Linked DNA regions of Mus musculus: region 2 is linked to region 1. The links are chromatin contacts, called in public Hi-C maps. All regions are on one chromosome and are shown on one strand. Each heading gives the region's core, a stretch centred on a gene start, on an enhancer-like site or on the middle of the called end of the contact. The rest is flanking DNA. Distances are from core to core; before and after follow the strand shown.

Region 1 (3,823 bases), core at 570-3,069:
TATGTATGTATGTATATATATATATATATATATATATATATATATATATATATGTCAGTATGTGTGTGAGCGCAGGCATGTGCACACTACAGCACAACTTAAGGTCAGAAGACAACTCTCTCATGTGGGTTCTCTCCTACCACCTTGGGGTCTAGGGATGGAACTCAGGTTGTCATACCTGAGTACAAGCAACTCTACCCTGTAAGTAATCTGCCAGCCAAAGGTGTAATATTATTAAAAGACAGACTCACCTTTTCCCCTAGGCCAACATGATCTTGTTCTATGAATATATTTTCCAAGTCTTATAGTAATATTGTCAATGGACTTCCTGCTAATGCCCAGCCCAGTATCTGATAAAGGTGGTTTTCAGCAAATACTAATACATGTTACTGTTAAAACGTTAAATGTTGATTAGAGTAGAAAGCTGAACCCACATCTTTTCTAACGAACCCTCTCCCTTTCAACTCCATTCCTAGTCAGAGACCCAGCTTCTTGGCCTTTTAAAAAAGCCTGAGCGGTCCCAACCCTTTCACGCTCCTATACCCCAGGGTCAGGTGTTCACATTCTACAAAGTACTGCTGAGAAGCCCAGAGCTAAGCTGTACTGATACAATGCACACATCTGAGCAGGGCTGGTGGCACAACTCTGAAATCCCTGTACGCAAAAGGCAAGTCCAAGGCCCGCCTGAACTGCACAGTGGGAGGGAACTGCTTTCAAAAATCTCTAAAGCTAGCAAACCATCACAGAAGAAGCGATACCCATGACCCGTGGCAATTGCATGCAGTCGGACCTCAGTTCAAGTTCACCCAATGGCTAACTGCCTCTTTTTCCCCAAAGAATCTGGCACCTCACCCCAATGACAATGACAACCCCAATGACAAACACTAAAGGCGCAATTGTCTAGTTTTCAGTTTCTAGCAGTGGAATTAAACCTGTGCGGTTGGTTCCTTCTCAGTACCAGACTTGGAAATTGGTCCTCTCCGGATGCTAAAGCTTACATACCTTTCAGTTAATGATTTCACTGGGAACAGTTCAAAGGCTCAAAAGGTGAAAGGTTAAACCTAACACCAAACCACATAAGGCTACTCCCAGAACTTGCTAGGCAGACATTTCAAAAAGAATGTTAACTAACAACTTAGAGCATAAACTTAGAGAAAACATGAATGCAATACATGTAGTCGGAAAATACAATGCTCACTAAACAATCTAGAAGCATGCATTCTACCTACAATGTTACGTGCGCTACTTTGGAAACATTGTGGACTTTAAGGTTTACACCAGTGCTCTGATAAATGAATTTGTAAAATGTTGCTGACTGGACGTCCACCAGGGTCCTACTCAATGCACATTGCGGTATCCCCAGGACCCAGTAAGAGAAGAAAACTGCTTAACCCAACTTTCTCCAGAGTACTGGACCACTGGGGTTTTGTTGCATAAAATATGAAAATTTGTAAGATCATAATGCATCAGGGAGATGTTAAAATGCCAATTATTTGCATTATTATCTCCACAGGGCAAAACTGTTTTTTAAAGTCATGAATTCTTTCAATATTCTGTATTAAGCGTGTTAATTTTACAGTGAAAAATTATTTAAGAAAAATAAACATTTTAGAAAGTGTTTTGCCCCATTTTAAGGTTGCTTCTGCTACACTCTGGCCTTGCTGAACATAGAGCAATTCTTAAGACACAGATAGATTCCTAGAACATTGAGGCTTGGCTTTCAGACCTGCCACTGCCTGGTCTTGTGACTCTGCACAGTAAAAGCTCAAGATAACTCTGGAACAAGCAGTGGATGTCAGCTGGATGCTGCTGCTGAGCCCAGAAGAGTACGTCACAGTGCTCACATGCCAACAGGCATTGGCCACTCCTGTGACCAGATCCAGGCAAGTCAACACCACTGTCTTTTTTGTTGTTTTGGTGGTGGTGGTGGTGGTGGCTTGGCTTGGTTTTGGGCTTGGGACAGGCTCTCACTAGGTAGCCCTAGTTGACCCAAAACTCATTATATAATAATAACTCAAAGAGATCTATCTGCCTCTGTCTTCCAAGTGTTGGAATTAAAAGTATGTGTGAGACCATGCCCAGTATAACCAGAGTTATATTTGTACCTTTTAAATGTAGAAGTCTAACTCCAAAAATAATCATTTGGGGAAATTATATTACTTAAATTTTTTTAAAAAAAATATTGGTTTGACTCTGCAGCTGTCAAAGTCTCTGCCATTTGGCAAATTACCTTGTAAAACACACTGATTATTGTCAGCTTATAAGAAGCATCCTATTTCTTTGAAATCTCTTAAGTGCTAAGCTTATGCCTAGGTGTAACCAGAACAGACCAATACCATCTACTATGGAAAAGCAGATATGGGGTCAAGAAATTTTGAAGGAGACTATATATGTGTGTGTGTGTGTGTGTGTGTGTGTGTGTGTGTGTGTGTATGTATGTGTGTGTGTGTGTATATATATATGTGTGTGTGTGTGTGTGTGTGTATGTGTGTATGTATGTATGTGTGTGTGTGTGTGTGTGTATATATATATATATATATATATATATACACATATATATATATGGTATATGGGAGCTTCTTTCAACTTAAAACTGTCTAGGACTACATACAACTCAGTGGTAGGCAGTTGTTACCTAGCATGCACAAGGTCCTGGGTTCAATTTCTGGCACATATTTTTGTTAAAACAAACATAAAACCACCTTTAAAATCCAAGTTAATATAAGAATGCACTGCCATTACCTTCACTATAAGTCTACACAACCAAGAGTCACCTGGAAAGGTGAAATCTCCCTGAATTTGCCTCAGTCAGCCTGGTCTGTGGACATGTCTGTGGGGCACTGTCTCTGATGATGTCAGAAGGTCCAGCCCACCATGACAGCACCATCTGTAGAGCAAAGCTAGCAGAAGGTAGACCTGGAAGGGAGCCAGTAAGCAGCATTCCTCCACTGACTTCAGTCCCTTCTAGAGCTCCTGCCTTGACTTCCTCAAGGACGGACTGTGACCTGGAAGTATAAGCCAAATACCATTTCCTCTCTAAGATGCTTTGGGTCCGAGTGTTTTATCACAGCCAACAGGAAGAAAACCAGGAGACCCATCTAACCATATTTGCCCCAAATAAAGGCTCTCCAACGCAGTTTGTAAACCCAGGGCCTTGTGTGTAGGAGTCCAACAATCTGTCATCCAACACATCCCCCCTCAGACAGCGTCTCTGTAACTGTCCAGACTTGCCTGAGGCTTGCATTCTCCTTCTGAAGCCACTCAGGAGCCAGCATGCCAGGTGTGCACCACTGCACCTGGCACAATGAAGGTTTTTGATCAAGGGTGGACAAAGAGTCACAGCTTTAATGACCCAAGACTAGCACTGTGCCTGCTCCCCACAAACACTAAACAGTGCACCCACCGCCATCATCTCAGAGAGCCAAGACGGAGGAGTTCCTGGGACTCTTTGTGCTTATCCGTAGCAACTAAAGTCAGACTCTAGACTGATGCACAATTTTACAGCATTTGCAGGGCACCATGCTTCAACGTCTTGTTTAGGCTAGGTGGGAGATCTGTTTGTAAAAGGGAATGTTCTCTCCGGCGTTTGACCTGTGGTCACAATGGTGGCGAGCTCTTACTTCCCTCGAATACAGGTGTGGCTGAGTACAGCTCCCCCACAGACAACGTGCAGTCACTGCCTACGTCTCACCAAAGTCAAAGAAAGGCACTTTCAGGTGTTCCCATCAGATGCAGGCGGAAATGGGCTCCCAGAAAGGCCTGGGGGAATGATTTGAAGTATGGTGGTCCGGCCATTAGCTGGAGAGCACATTCCTAATCTAAT
Region 2 (3,823 bases), core at 909-3,408, 42 kb after region 1:
GAAGAGGAGGAGGAGGAGGAAGAAGAAGAAGAGAAGAAGAAGGAGAGGAGGAGGAGGGGGAAGAAGAAGAGAAGAAGAAGAAGAGGAGGAAGAGGAGGAGGAAGAAGAAGAAAAGAAGAAGAAGAAGAAGAAGAAGAAGAAGAAGAAGAAGAAGAAGAAGAAGAAGAAGAAGAAGAAGAAGATTATTTTAAAAAGGAAGAGTTCAGTCTGAACGTCCCTTTATTTTGGGGTCACTGTAAAGAGTCTTTGGTGAGTTTCCTTCAGTTTTTTTTCACCACTTTACCCTGTTGCTTCAGGGACTGCGTGGCAGATTAATCATTCCCAAGTGTAGAGATACACAGGAGATTCTGGTCAAAGTTTAGAATCTTATTTAAGGAACTAAACTTTTCACCCGAATATGAAGTAGTTCACAGAGCATGGTACAGTTTAGGAAGGTGATGTCCTTTTTATTTATGCTTTTAGTCAACACGTGTTTCAAAATGACAAAGAACATGACCATTTCTGTCTTAGGGTTTTACTGCTGTGAAGAGACACCATGACCAAGGCAATTCTTATAAGGACAACATTTAATTGGGGCTGGCTTACAGGTTCAGAGGTTCAGTTCATTATCATCAAGGCGGGAGCATGGCAGCATCCAGGCAGGCATGGTGCAGGAGGAACTGAGAGTTCTACATCTTCATCTGTAGGCTGCTAGTAGAAAACTGGCTTCCAAGGCAGCTAGGATGTGGGTCTTAAAGCCCAGGCCGACAGTGCACTTCCTCCAACAAGGCCACACCCACTTCAACAAGGCCACACCTCCTAACAACGCCACTCCTTGGCCTAAGCATAATCAAACCTTTTCAACTCACAGTAACAATTCTCTGTTGTCTCTTAACGTCACTGTTGTCAAGAGAGCCAGAAGTCGAGCACACTGTAAAAACAGATGCCTCTCTGAAACGTAAATATATCTACAAGTGCACAGATGTTTCTGCTGTTGGATATCCTAATCCTGGGCAATGGCATCCTTCTGCTTTAGTAGTCCGTGCATGGTGTGTAACATGCCAAGCCTGTCCAAACAGACACTTTTATATAGACACTGTGCTTCATAGAATGGACTGCATCTTAAGCCACGTTATATAATTGGTATGCATTGTCCTCTCCCACCACCACCGCAAAAATCTGCCTTTTCTTCTTTGACTTTTATGAATCAACCTGAACCTGTACTCCCCGCTTCCCTGAGCCACGAGGCCGGAGTACAGTCACAAAGACATCATAGGCTACACCATCTTCCTCTAGCCAGAGTAAAACACATGTGTTTTGTAAGGAAATTAGATGGGAACTGGCCCTTGGCTTGCTAGGGTGAGTGGCACCTTCTGCGCAGGCTCGTTGTGCTGTAGTTGTCAGTGTTTCTGCGCAGGCTCATTCTGCTATAGTCCTCGGTGTTTCTCTGTATGAAGCCAGGAAGGATTCTCAGGTCCTCCCTCCATCATTGTAAGCGAGCCTGCTGTTCTAATCATTCTTGCCCATACCCAGGCTTCTGCCACTCGAATGCATTTCACAATTTGAGCCTTTGTCTCAGTTTTGGGACCAATCAAAGGACCTGGGTCATTTCAACTCAATGTACCGATATCTACACCTTCCATTTTCTTATATATGTCCAGTTAATTCTCTCAGGGGCATGACCTTCCAGAGCAGAGTATAGGACCTTAGGAATACCAGAGCTGAGAACCAAACACCCAACAAATCCTCCTGTGACCACGACGGTGAAAACAAACCTATGTTCCTGGTGCTGATGAGCCTTTGGCAGATAATGACATGTTTCGTTACTAATAAGGAAAAGCCTAAATCTCTCTGGCACGGGACTTGGCTGGTGTGCTAGAGAGTCCTGGCTCCGCCCTCAGCACTGTAAATAGTGATGATAATAATTATTATTTGTTATACTCTTTATCCAGCCAGGTTTTATTTATAGTGCTTCCATGGTGCGTTTGATAGGCAGTTGTTAGAGAATTACTTCTAAGTGAACGAACTGTATTTGCTGAGTTAATATTTTTTTCCCCAGCATGGGATTAACCTGGATATTTTGGTATTTGAGGAAGCTCATTCACTTTCATGGCTTCACCTAGTATCTGTTTGGTTTTACTTTAAAAATAAACAAGTAAATACAAGGTCTTCCGAAGTGGCCCAGGCTGACCTCAGTTTCACAATCCTCCTGCCTCCACCCCTCAAGTGCTAGAATGAGAAGCATTCGCCACCGTCTGGCTGGTTTGGCATTTGTTTCTAATAACTATTGAACCTACACTAGTTTTATTCTGACTTTGTTTTTTCTTCTATGGTAAGATGTCTCTTGAATGTTTAAGTAATTGAAAGTTCACATTGAAATCTGTGTTCATTAGTATTTTCTTCCTTCTCCCAGTGCCAAAAAGAAGAAGAAAAAGAAGTTGAGAGAGGATCTCACTGTTTGTCCTAGATCGGCGTGTATCTCTCTGTCCTGAGCTGGTGCTCTTTCAAGCCATTGTTTGTTTTGGGTTTTGTTCTTCTCTGTTTTTTTTTTGTTTGTTTGTTTGTTTGTTTGTTTTTTGGGGTTTTTTTTTTTTGGTTTGGTTTGGTTTGGTTGTTCTGTTTTGTTTTGTTTTGTTTTGTTTTGTTTGTTTTAAGAAAAGGTCTCTCTACTTTGCCTTCACTGTCCTAGAACTCACTGTGTAGACCTGGCTGACCTTGAACTCACAAAGCTCCAGCTGCCTCTGCCCCCTGAGTGCAAGAATCTAATGCATGCTCCACATGCCCATCTCACCACAAGCTTAACTATAATGCCTTCATTTCTCTTTCTTGTTATGTATACATTTTTGCTGATTCTTTTCTTATTCTTACTAATTCTCTTGAATCGTAAACCTTATTTATTATTGGGATCAGGTGTGGTGGCACATGCTCACAATCCCTGCATTCAGAGTTTATGTCAAAAGACTCATAAGTTTATGGTTAGCCTGTACTATGTAAGGACTTCAAGGACAGCCTGGGCTACAGAGTACACCTGTCTTATCAAACAGCAGCAGCAGCAACAACAATAATAACAACAACAAAATATACCCCAAATCAAACCCTAAACTATTAATTTTTGCATTCAAAAAATAACTAAAGCCAGTATTTAACATGTATTTGTTATTGCCGTGGTAGGGCATACCATATAGAAATTTATACTAAATCATTTTTGCAAAACACATCATGAAAGTGTCCATCCACACTGGGAGTGAAATGATTGATCCATCCAGGTCCCCAGAAAGGCATTAACCAAGCTACCTCTCACGCCCCACAAAAAAAAAAAAAGAAAAAAAAAGAAATGAAAAAGAAAGGAAAAGAAAAAAGAAAAAGAAAGGAAGGAAGGAAGAATGAAAGAAAAGAAGAGAGAAAAAAGAAAAAATAGAAAAATCCACTTTGATAGCAACTTTACTGAGTCACTGTATCTTGAGTCACATGGGATTCTGTTACTGGAAGTCAGTCCTCCCTGGTTCCTGGGGTAGTCTATTAAAGTTCCAGCTGTCATATATCTATACCTGTGTGCTGTGTGCTCTATAGGTCAAAGGGAAGCAGGAAGAAGCCCCCTTTATACTTTCCTGTCTCTGGCATTTTGGGTCTGTTTCTTGAACTCCTGGGTGTGATTTTTTGGATACCCACAGTGGAACTATTTGAGGCATTGCTGTATCTTCACCCAGGCAGTTCTCCATTACACAACTATCCTCCCTTAGGAGTTTAGAGAACAAGAAAGAACTGTGCCTTCACACACACTCACACACATAGGCACACGCACACACATACATGTGCGCGCATGTGCGTGCTTTTTACCTTGCTT

What was found. A called contact is a pair of places that touch in the nucleus more often than the background predicts.
Region 2: a contact with region 1 is called in a Hi-C map of liver, with 2.1 times the contacts expected there. The contact joins two enhancer-like sites. A contact is called at or near these places in 1 of 15 datasets of contacts at CTCF or cohesin (the NIH/3T3 cell line), 2 of 484 Hi-C or Micro-C datasets (liver and spermatogonial stem cells) and 1 of 115 datasets of contacts at active chromatin or transcription factors (astrocytes).

Annotation. Positions count from the first base shown.
Region 1 is chr2:65,218,957-65,222,779 of GRCm38.p6, forward strand. All of the region lies in intron 1 of Cobll1 (Cobl-like 1), which reads right to left. Among named protein-coding and RNA genes, the nearest start is that of Gm13594, 13 kb to the right of the region's middle. Within about 2 kb of position 1,820, at least 32 of the 459 cell types and tissues checked have an H3K27ac peak or open chromatin away from gene starts, as enhancers often do. A contact at or near this core is called in liver, where this site is marked.
Region 2 is chr2:65,260,268-65,264,090 of GRCm38.p6, forward strand. No RefSeq gene overlaps it. Among named protein-coding and RNA genes, the nearest start is that of Cobll1, 23 kb to the left of the region's middle. Within about 2 kb of position 2,159, at least 7 of the 459 cell types and tissues checked have an H3K27ac peak or open chromatin away from gene starts, as enhancers often do. A contact at or near this core is called in liver, where this site is marked.